Linked DNA regions of Mus musculus: regions 1 and 2 are each linked to region 3. A link is a contact called in public Hi-C and HiChIP or PLAC-seq data. All regions are on one chromosome and are shown on one strand. Each heading gives the region's core, a stretch centred on a gene start, on an enhancer-like site or on the middle of the called end of the contact. The rest is flanking DNA. Distances are from core to core; before and after follow the strand shown.

Region 1 (2,973 bases), core at 184-2,683, 120 kb before region 3:
AAAGAATATGGCTTAGGAACTGCATCTCAGAGAAATCTGAGGGTCTCAGGACTCCCAGGACCCAAGTATCTACTAAATCCTGCTACCATAGCAAGTGAACAGCAAGCTTAGGTCCTACTCATTTGGGGCAGAGTCTCTGGGTGTCATTGTATTGAATTGGGGCTGGTCATGACAGTCACCCTCAGATGAGCTGAGCTGGGAAAGCAGGACCCTGTCCCAGTGACTTTAGCATCATGCCCGCCCCCCAATTTTGCTCTTTGAAGGGAAGAGCAGTTTGGTGCCTCAATAATGCGTGAATGAGTAAATCAGAGGGCTGAGTAAATGCATCTTTCGTGAGACTAAACCTTGAAATACAGTATAAGAGCCTAGCATGGGTCAGAGGGGAGTCAGGGCTGGGCTGATAGGTGATGCATTGAAGAGGTGAGGTGGAGCCAGTCCTCAGGAGGGGCTGGCGGGCCCTGGCTGGGGCTCTGTAGCTCTCAACACAAGCCTCGGAGGCTGCAGGGTGAGGTCAGGCTGCGAGCATCTTGGGAGTTGAACTGACTTTTGGAAAGCATCATTGGGAGACCTTGGCAGCTGGTCTCTAAACTCAGTTGCCTCTAGCCCCAGGTGCTTTCTGTACCTAGGAAGTATATAAATGACTCCTATTCTCTTCCAGACCAATGGCACAACACAAACACCTTCTTCCTTTGGGAATCTTAGATAGTTCTCTGAATTCCTTAGAACACACACACACACACACACACACACACACACACACACACACACACACACACACACAGAGAGAGAGAGAGAGAGAGAGAGAGAGAGAGAGAGAGAGAGAGAGAGAGAGAGAGAGAGCACAGAGCACAGATAGATACAGAGACAGACAGACAGGACACAGGGACAGATAATGGGGACGGAGAGATAGGGACACACTCTTAAAAAGAAATAACCCCATTCAGACACCTAGATCAAATAGTTTTGAATGACATTGCCACCAGGGACGTGGTTAATTTTCTTTCATGTGCTGGTGTCCTGGGAATTCCGCACTTGATTCTAGGGTTCCAGAGCCTTGCTACAGTGTGGTGTATGCTGAGTCTCTGAGTGGATGCTTACATTCTGTTAGTGCAGAGCTGGTATTCCCTTCCTTGGCACCTCCCCTGAGTAGGGATCAAGGATGTAGATGGACTCAGGAATTCGGTTTATTGTTCTGGAAGTTGGAAAAGTCCTCCACAACTTGATCTCCCTTCTGGACCCTTCTGTAGACTAGAGTTATTTAGGAAAATTGTCCCCACAAAATCCAGAGAAATAAATGAAAAGTCAGAAGATTCTGGGATCTCTTATGGTTTTATTCCTTTATGGAGGAAAGTGGAGGGTGAGGGGAGGGCAGAAAAGGAACTGAAATCTGTTGATGGTTTATTTTGAGCTGAAAGACTTTCATGGTCAAAGTATAGAGGGGACAGAGCACCCTGCCTCTCAGGGTGATGTCAGAAAGACAGGTCATAGTGACAGCACTGTCCTGACTTCCTTAAAGGTCAGTTTACGCTTTTGTAATAGAGAGGTATTTATATATACTTTCTAGATTTGTGATATAGGATTCATGAGATAGCGTTCAAATGCTTCAGTTAGCAGCTGGCACAAAGTAATCGCTCACTAAGGGCATGCTAACACCATTCTTCTGGGCGGTGGGACTCATGGGCTCTAGTCAAGTATGAGGAAGTTGAGGTGTGGAGGGGTCATCGTGAAGCAGCTTTGCTCTCAGTTCCTCTCACAAGTCTCTGCTGACTTCCAGGCCAGGTCAGGTGCCCTTCTCTCTGTTGCTTTGGCTCCTGTACTTCCCTCTCAGCATGGACTGTAACTGAGAGTGAGTGTCCACTCAGAGTCTCAGCATACACCACACTGTATCAAGGCTCTGGACCCCAAGAAACAAATGTGGTGTTCCCAACAGCAAGCAGAATTCCCAGAACATGAAAGAAATCTAACTATGTCACTGGTGGCGATGTCATTCAAGATCTAGGTATCCGATTGGGGTTGTTTATTTTTTAGAGTGTGTCCTTATCTCTTTCTGTCCTCCTTATTTGTCTCAATGTCCTGCCATCTCTATCTCTATATCTCTCTTTGCTTTCTCTGTCTCTGTCTCTGTCTACCCCTTTGTGCACACACACACACATACATATACATGTATACTTGCTTCTGTTCTCTGGTTTCTTCCTTGGAGAAGTGACTGTAACAAACACATCCTTCTTTCTGTCTCCTTGATGCACTCTCCCAATTTCTGAGGAATCTAGAGAACTATCTAAGATTCCCAAAGTGAGAAGGTGAATGTGTTGTGCCATTGGTCTGAAAGGGAATAGGCATAATTTATATCCTTCCTTGGTGCAGAAATAAGCCGATGACAACGGGGCCTTGCCAGTTGCAGAGAGACAATGGGATGTCTCAGCATAGGGTTCTTAATCTTTCAACAACTCTTCCCTCCACTGTTCATTCCTAGCTCATCCAGTTCTCCCGTCTCTCTTGATTGCTAAATAAGGGACCTCAGCCAACGCCCATATATGAACTGATCCTCATTCATTGATTCATTGATTCATTGATTCATTGACTCATCTTTCCATTTAATGCTATGAGCTGCTCTGCACCAGGGCCTGGGCTTGCAAGATTGCACAGAAAGAGGCATGCTGTGCTCTTTGGGGGGTTGTAGTTTAAAAAGAGTAGTCATATGGTCACATCAGTGAATTCACAATTGTAAACTGATGTAAACGTTTGGAAAGAAAACAGGGTTTTGGAGGACTTTATCTAGACTGGATGATCAGGGAGCATGTTCCTGTGGAAGGGACAGAGATGTAGGGCTATGGGGGAATGAACAGAAGGTGGGTAGTGGCTTTTTGTGACACAATGCTCCAGACAGAGACCAGCAGGTTTAAATACTTGGTAGAGAATTAGGACTCAAGGAAGGCTGTCAAGGAAGAACATATATATTGGAGGCCTACTGGA
Region 2 (2,947 bases), core at 49-2,548, 83 kb after region 3:
AAAGGTAACTTTGACCTTTCTTGAAGAGAATGGCAGATCTCCCTGGTCTCCAATTATTTCAATAACAGCAAACTCAAAATCTATGTTGTTTTTGGATGTAGAAAAAAGCCTCCTTTGAATAAAAGCCTAAGATGTATTGATTAGCCCTTTGTGTTTGGGGTGCTTGTATCTAGTTCTTTATATGACCAGGTCTGGGTAGGTAGGGTAGGGTAGGGAATAAATAACAAAGGAAATATTATTTGAGTTAAACTGCACAGAATCAGACCTTTAACTATGAAATCATTTGCAGTAAACCAGTGAAGGGAAATGGAGAAGGACAAGAAAGTGGGGGGAAAGCCAAGCAAAGAAAGGGTGCAGGCAAGGTCTGGCAGAGGGTAAATTCATATCAATCTATTTTTTAAGAATCATGTTAACTAAAATATTTTATACAACACATTTTAATTATATTCTTTTCCCTTCCCCAATCCTTCTCATAGGCTCTCTCTTCCCTGTCCACCCCAACATCATGTTCTCTCTCTTTCTCTTTACATGAACTAACAATTGTTGTGTTTGATTGGTCTCTCTTGATGGCTTGGTTCTTTCTGAAGGGAAATGGACGAGGAGTAGATCTGGGGGCAAGGGGAGGTAGGAGGCAGAGCTGAGAGGAGTAGAGGGAGGGGAACTGTAGTTGGAATGTATCCTTTGGGGAGAAGAGTCTGTTTTTAATTCATTAAAAGATACACACACACACACACACACACACACACACACACACACACAGTCCCTGAACAAACAAATAAACAAACAAAACAAACTAAAAAAAAAAACCCAAAAGAAGCAGAAAAAGCAACCTACTAAACCACCTCTACCTCCAACCGTATCAGTAAAAGAAACCCATGGAGTCCATCTTGTGTTGGCCAACTGCTCCTGAGTGTAAGGCCTGGTGAAATGGGATGGAGACAGAAGCACACAGGTGTCCTGGCTCAGTGCAGGTAAGTGCCTGAACTTTACCTGACTGTCAGTTGTTAAAGGTTTCTAGGGTATCACAATTTCTCAGGAAATTTTAGCTCTTTCATGCATGTCAAAGAACATACAACCTAAGGTAAAAGGCATCTATAGAGGTCTGAATTGACCACCAAAGTGGTGCTCCCAAGAGGGATTAGTCATGCAATAGGCACAAGTTAAATGAGCAGACATCCACGTCCTACACATTTATCTAACTCCAAGTGCAATCATACCTCTCCTCACTGTGGGAAACCACTGCTTTAAGTGTTGCAACGGGCTGAGGATTCTATCACTGCAGGCAGCAAGTCGGGACCAAGGAAACAGGAAGCCCAGCTCTCTAAGGAGGAAGAAAGATCAGTGCCTTCTGAAGATCAGGGAACTGTGCAGTCAAATTCAGTTGAATCCTTAGTTTGGCCCTGGGATTCTGTGACTTGGAGAATCTGCTCTGCCTTTTGATGGAATCTTCATCGCTATGAATGGTGCAACTTCATCCACAGAGTTCTAGACAATACCTGTGTGCTTTGCCAGCCACGTCTCCAGATTCTTGGGAACATAGAGAAGAAAAAATGGGATGAGTAGAATTCTCATATCCGTGGAGCTCAGGAGATGCGACGTCAGCACCACATACTGTGATGGCAGAACTTTGCTCTCTTCTCAGGTGCCAGGCTCCGTTTATTCTCTTCATCTTCAACTGTGAACTCTTCATTAGTATTTGTTTCCATTTTCACGGGACTTAAGGACAGACACCAACACTTCCGACTTAGGACAGAAGTGTTCCTTCACGGCTTCTACCAAATGCTGTTGCAGAAACCCCATCACGATGAAAATGAGGACAACATAACATAGAAAGAATTTTCTATGTATAATAAAGGTATTGGGGAGGCACTAGTTACATGCACAAAGCTAAAAGGCTACTTGAAAATCAAAAGGTAAAATTGAGCAGATTTTTTTCAAATGATGCTAATTACTACTTCAAAGAGCTTTTTGAAATAATTTATTTACATTTTTTTTTTGATGTTTGCCTTGTGTGACTCAAATGTTGAGGAGCACAGGCTGCTGAGATTGGGATAGGTGCCCTCAAGTGTCCCCAGTTCCGTGTTCCTTCACAACATCTTGCTGCATTTCCATAATCTCTCTGACTCACAGCCGCCTGCTCCCTACCATGCGATCATTGTTTTGAACCGCACAGATTTCGACGTCAGAACCAGCCACTTCGTGTTTTTTTTTTCCACCAAACAAAATTAACTGACATGCCAAACCAAAGCAACCACAAGGAAAACTCAGCCGTGTGCTTTTGCTGAACTTGGGTGGAGGCGGCTTCCAGGACTAGGACATCAATTAAAGGGACAAGAGCATCCCATTCTCTATGTGACTGTACCTGTCATAGGGCTTTGCTAGCTGGGGACCACTCGGACTGCCTCTTCTTTCCTCATTGAGAATACTTTTAATCTTATCAGTTCTATGGTCACTCCTGGACTTCATAGTTACCGTTTCTTTTCTCAGTCTTAAAGCTAATTTGGAATTTGCTTCTTAGGACCACAAACTTTCTCAGACATCAACCTTATTTACATCTTTGTCTGTGGAATATTACGTTATTTGTGTGTGAGAGTACTTAAGTATGTTAACTCACCATATAGGCAATCACTTATCAGTTCTTTGAACCTTGGCCGCTTACTTAGCATGGTTACCTTGTCTGAAGAAGGCTGTGCCTTAGTTTTTACAGATGCCCAGCTTCTGGTTGTCTTCTTCCTCATTATTCCAGAGACCAGAAAGAAAGATTAAAGTAATTTTTACCTCCCTGTCCTCTAAGAGAACCAAGGTCTTGAAAGACATGCTTGCTCCCCTTTGTCTAGAAGAGAACTGGCTTTGATTTAGGAAACCAAGGCTGGTGGAGACTGACTCTGCTGGGAGTAACTCCCTTTGGGGCTCAGTTCTAGGTGTCAAGGAGGCTTCAGAGCTGGTC
Region 3 (2,700 bases), core at 176-2,675:
AGGTGTAGTCTTTTCTAATTTAAACATTGGATACTATTAATCTTCAAAAAACTATTTCACAAGTGGAAAAGAACATTCCATTTTATTCCCCTGAGCATTGATATGTCTTGGCATCCCCGTGTGCTTTCCTTGTGAATGTGAACTGGCCCTTTTAGGCAAAGAGTTGGATGGTGAAGTTGTGGGCCTGGTGTTATGAGGTGGCAGTGGAGGTTTGACAAAGAAGGAGCTGTATGAGACCAATCATTTGGTGAAGGTAACATAAGATCTGCCACCATCAACAATGTCCCCTTCTGCATTTGGCTATCTACATGTTGGAAGTTGTGGCTCTGTTCCTATGACCCCCCAACAAAGTGAGCAGTTAGTTGGACTTTCTCCTCTCCCCTTGCCAATGGCTGGGCCCAGGTTGCTCGCACTGGACTCTACTCTGAGATCATATAACTGATGAGCAAAGTCTGACCAGAGCCATCAATTTATCTGCGTACCCCTTTGGGGAGCTCTGGTTTTGGAGGCTTGTTAGTTAATCTCTTCCTTTGAAGAGCTTGCAGTCACGCTGGGGAGAAGACTTTAGCCATGAAACAGAGAGCTTCTCACTCCATAGCTGCACAAAGACAATACCCATAAATGCTTGTGCCTGAGTGATGTGGTTTGGGCTCATGGGCAAATGCTTGGAGACAGGCATTTCACAGCTCACTAACTATTCTTTCCGGGCTGGTTCCAGTTTGATGTTTCCCACTTCTTAGACATCTACAACTTAATATGATTAAGAGAAGACCATAACCTCAGCTTAGACCTACCAAGGATTACCACACTGGTGCTTGGCACTACCTATTTGGCTCACTTGGCTGAAGCAGGAAGTCAATAGCTAACCATTTTTTTTTTTTTATTATCACTCGGGACCCATGGCTGTATTTAAAAATGGAACAATCTTCTACCTTGCCTTCAAGCTTCCATTCTTGGCCCCTAAAATTAACTTCCATATAGCAGCTGTGTGACAAAAGAAAGCAAGTATAATGTATCATGCCTCTCATGTGCTCGGTCCTTCAATGGCTTCCCATTTCAATGAGAAAAATAACTCAAGCCTCTTGCCCAATAGGCTCTGTTTGATCTGGCCTCTGATAACCTTCCCAACTCCTCTGAGGCAGTCCCCATAGCTTGCTGTTTTCACTTCCCCAAGTAAGCCAGAGTTCTTCCCTGTCCTTAGACTGTTCTTCCTTGTGTCTGAAGGCCCTTCTCCACGTGTTTGGCTCCTGCGTGGGAGCTCCATTCTGCCTTTAGATTTCAACAGAGCATTTCAAGACCACTATAAGAAGGAGATCCTAGCACCCCTTAATCTTAGCTTCATGCTTTCTTTTCATATTGTTTTGTTTTCAGGGTTCCTGAGCTATAGCATGCATGCACTGAAGGATTTTAAGTATGCTAAAATTAGATGCATGACTCAGTGGTTTACACACACACACACACACACACACACACACACACCCTTCTATCAAGTCACCAGATCTTTCATGACATTCGTATGTTTATTGTTACAAAGGTAAGAGGCTTGATAACACTGTCAAGGCAAACAGGGCCTGACTCCTGGGTGGGGGATCCATTCCTACAAGCTTCGTGCAGGCAATTTCACAGCTTAAAAAATGTTTTAGAATGCAGGTTCTGAGTGCAGCGTGAAATACTCCTCCAGGACTTGCTCGGACAGGCACCCTTTACACGCGTGTGGCGGTCACTGTACAGCATCGCAATCACAAACTGGTTTTAGCAGGGCAGTTTTGGAAATGTCCCAGTGGTAGCTCTGTGAAGGTCTAGCTAGAGATGTACATTTAGCCTATGTGGAAAGATGCTTTGACAGATGTTATAGACATTCCCAATCTTAGGGCAAAGTTCTTAAGCTGAAGCAGACAGAAAAAGATCTAGAATGATGTATGAAGGGCATAAGTCTTATTTGTATAAAAGAAGCACAGGTTTACTTAGTCCTACAGCCCTATGTATGGATCCCTTAGAGGGAAACTGAAGTTTATTGCTCTCAGGATGTTCTGGAGGCAAGAAGGAGATGCTTACAATTTTTTTTCAGTTGAATCTATGTCACATGTTGTCCACATAAATAATTAAATACAATAGCCTCTTTAGGCTCTAGAGGGAGTATGCACAAAGAGAACAGGCTCCAACAGGCCAGGCCAGGGCTGTGTAGGTAGCTTGGCCTGACTTGGGCTTCAAAGGCATGGAGGGAACTGGTTGGCTTTGATTTTTTTTTTCAGGGCTCTTTATGAAACTTCTGGGAGAGAGCACCTGTCTGCTTCTGCAGCAGAAACCAATGGATACTGTGTTGTTGGTTCAGGAAAATTCAGACTCAATTCTACCCTAGGACTTGTTCTGTGGGGTAATATATTCCTTCCAATTCATCTCACCTCTTTTTTTTCCACATAGAGGCATAAGCAAATGTGTCATTGAAGAAATGTCCTTTCCTAGCTCTGGTTTCTTCTTCTTCTTCTTCTTCTTCTTCTTCTTCTTCTTCTTCTTCTTCTTCTTCTTCTTCTTCTTCTTCTTCTTCTTCTTCTTCTTCTTCTTCTTCTTCTTCTTCTTCTTCTTCTTCTTCTTCTTCTTCTTCTTCTTCTTCTTCTTCTTTTCTTCTTCTTCTTCTTCTTCTTCTTCTTCTTCTTCTTCTTCTTCTTCTTCTTCTTCTTTTCTTCTTCTTCTTCTTCTTCT

What was found. Hi-C and Micro-C count contacts between places; a contact is called where the count stands out from the background. HiChIP or PLAC-seq counts read pairs in DNA pulled down with a chosen protein or histone mark.
Region 1: an H3K27ac HiChIP or PLAC-seq map of microglia shows a contact between it and region 3, with 2.7 times the contacts expected there. The contact joins two enhancer-like sites. A contact is called at or near these places in 4 of 484 Hi-C or Micro-C datasets (the HPC-7 cell line, bone marrow-derived macrophages, liver and 1 more) and 1 of 115 datasets of contacts at active chromatin or transcription factors (microglia).
Region 2: a contact with region 3 is called in a Hi-C map of bone marrow-derived macrophages, with 3 times the contacts expected there. The contact joins two enhancer-like sites. A contact is called at or near these places in 1 of 15 datasets of contacts at CTCF or cohesin (the NIH/3T3 cell line), 10 of 484 Hi-C or Micro-C datasets (bone marrow-derived macrophages, embryonic stem cells, epidermal suprabasal cells and 4 more), 3 of 115 datasets of contacts at active chromatin or transcription factors (heart atrium, microglia and neural progenitor cells) and 1 of 9 other capture datasets (bone marrow-derived macrophages).

Annotation. Positions count from the first base shown.
Region 1 is chr2:160,274,926-160,277,898 of GRCm38.p6, reverse strand. It overlaps Gm46773. Among named protein-coding and RNA genes, the nearest start is that of Gm34805, 26 kb to the right of the region's middle. Within about 2 kb of position 1,433, at least 19 of the 459 cell types and tissues checked have an H3K27ac peak or open chromatin away from gene starts, as enhancers often do. A contact at or near this core is called in bone marrow-derived macrophages and microglia, where this site is marked.
Region 2 is chr2:160,067,307-160,070,253 of GRCm38.p6, reverse strand. No RefSeq gene overlaps it. Among named protein-coding and RNA genes, the nearest start is that of 9130015L21Rik, 52 kb to the right of the region's middle. Within about 2 kb of position 1,298, at least 41 of the 459 cell types and tissues checked have an H3K27ac peak or open chromatin away from gene starts, as enhancers often do. A contact at or near this core is called in bone marrow-derived macrophages and microglia, where this site is marked.
Region 3 is chr2:160,150,751-160,153,450 of GRCm38.p6, reverse strand. No RefSeq gene overlaps it. Among named protein-coding and RNA genes, the nearest start is that of Gm34741, 18 kb to the left of the region's middle. Within about 2 kb of position 1,425, at least 18 of the 459 cell types and tissues checked have an H3K27ac peak or open chromatin away from gene starts, as enhancers often do. A contact at or near this core is called in bone marrow-derived macrophages and microglia, where this site is marked.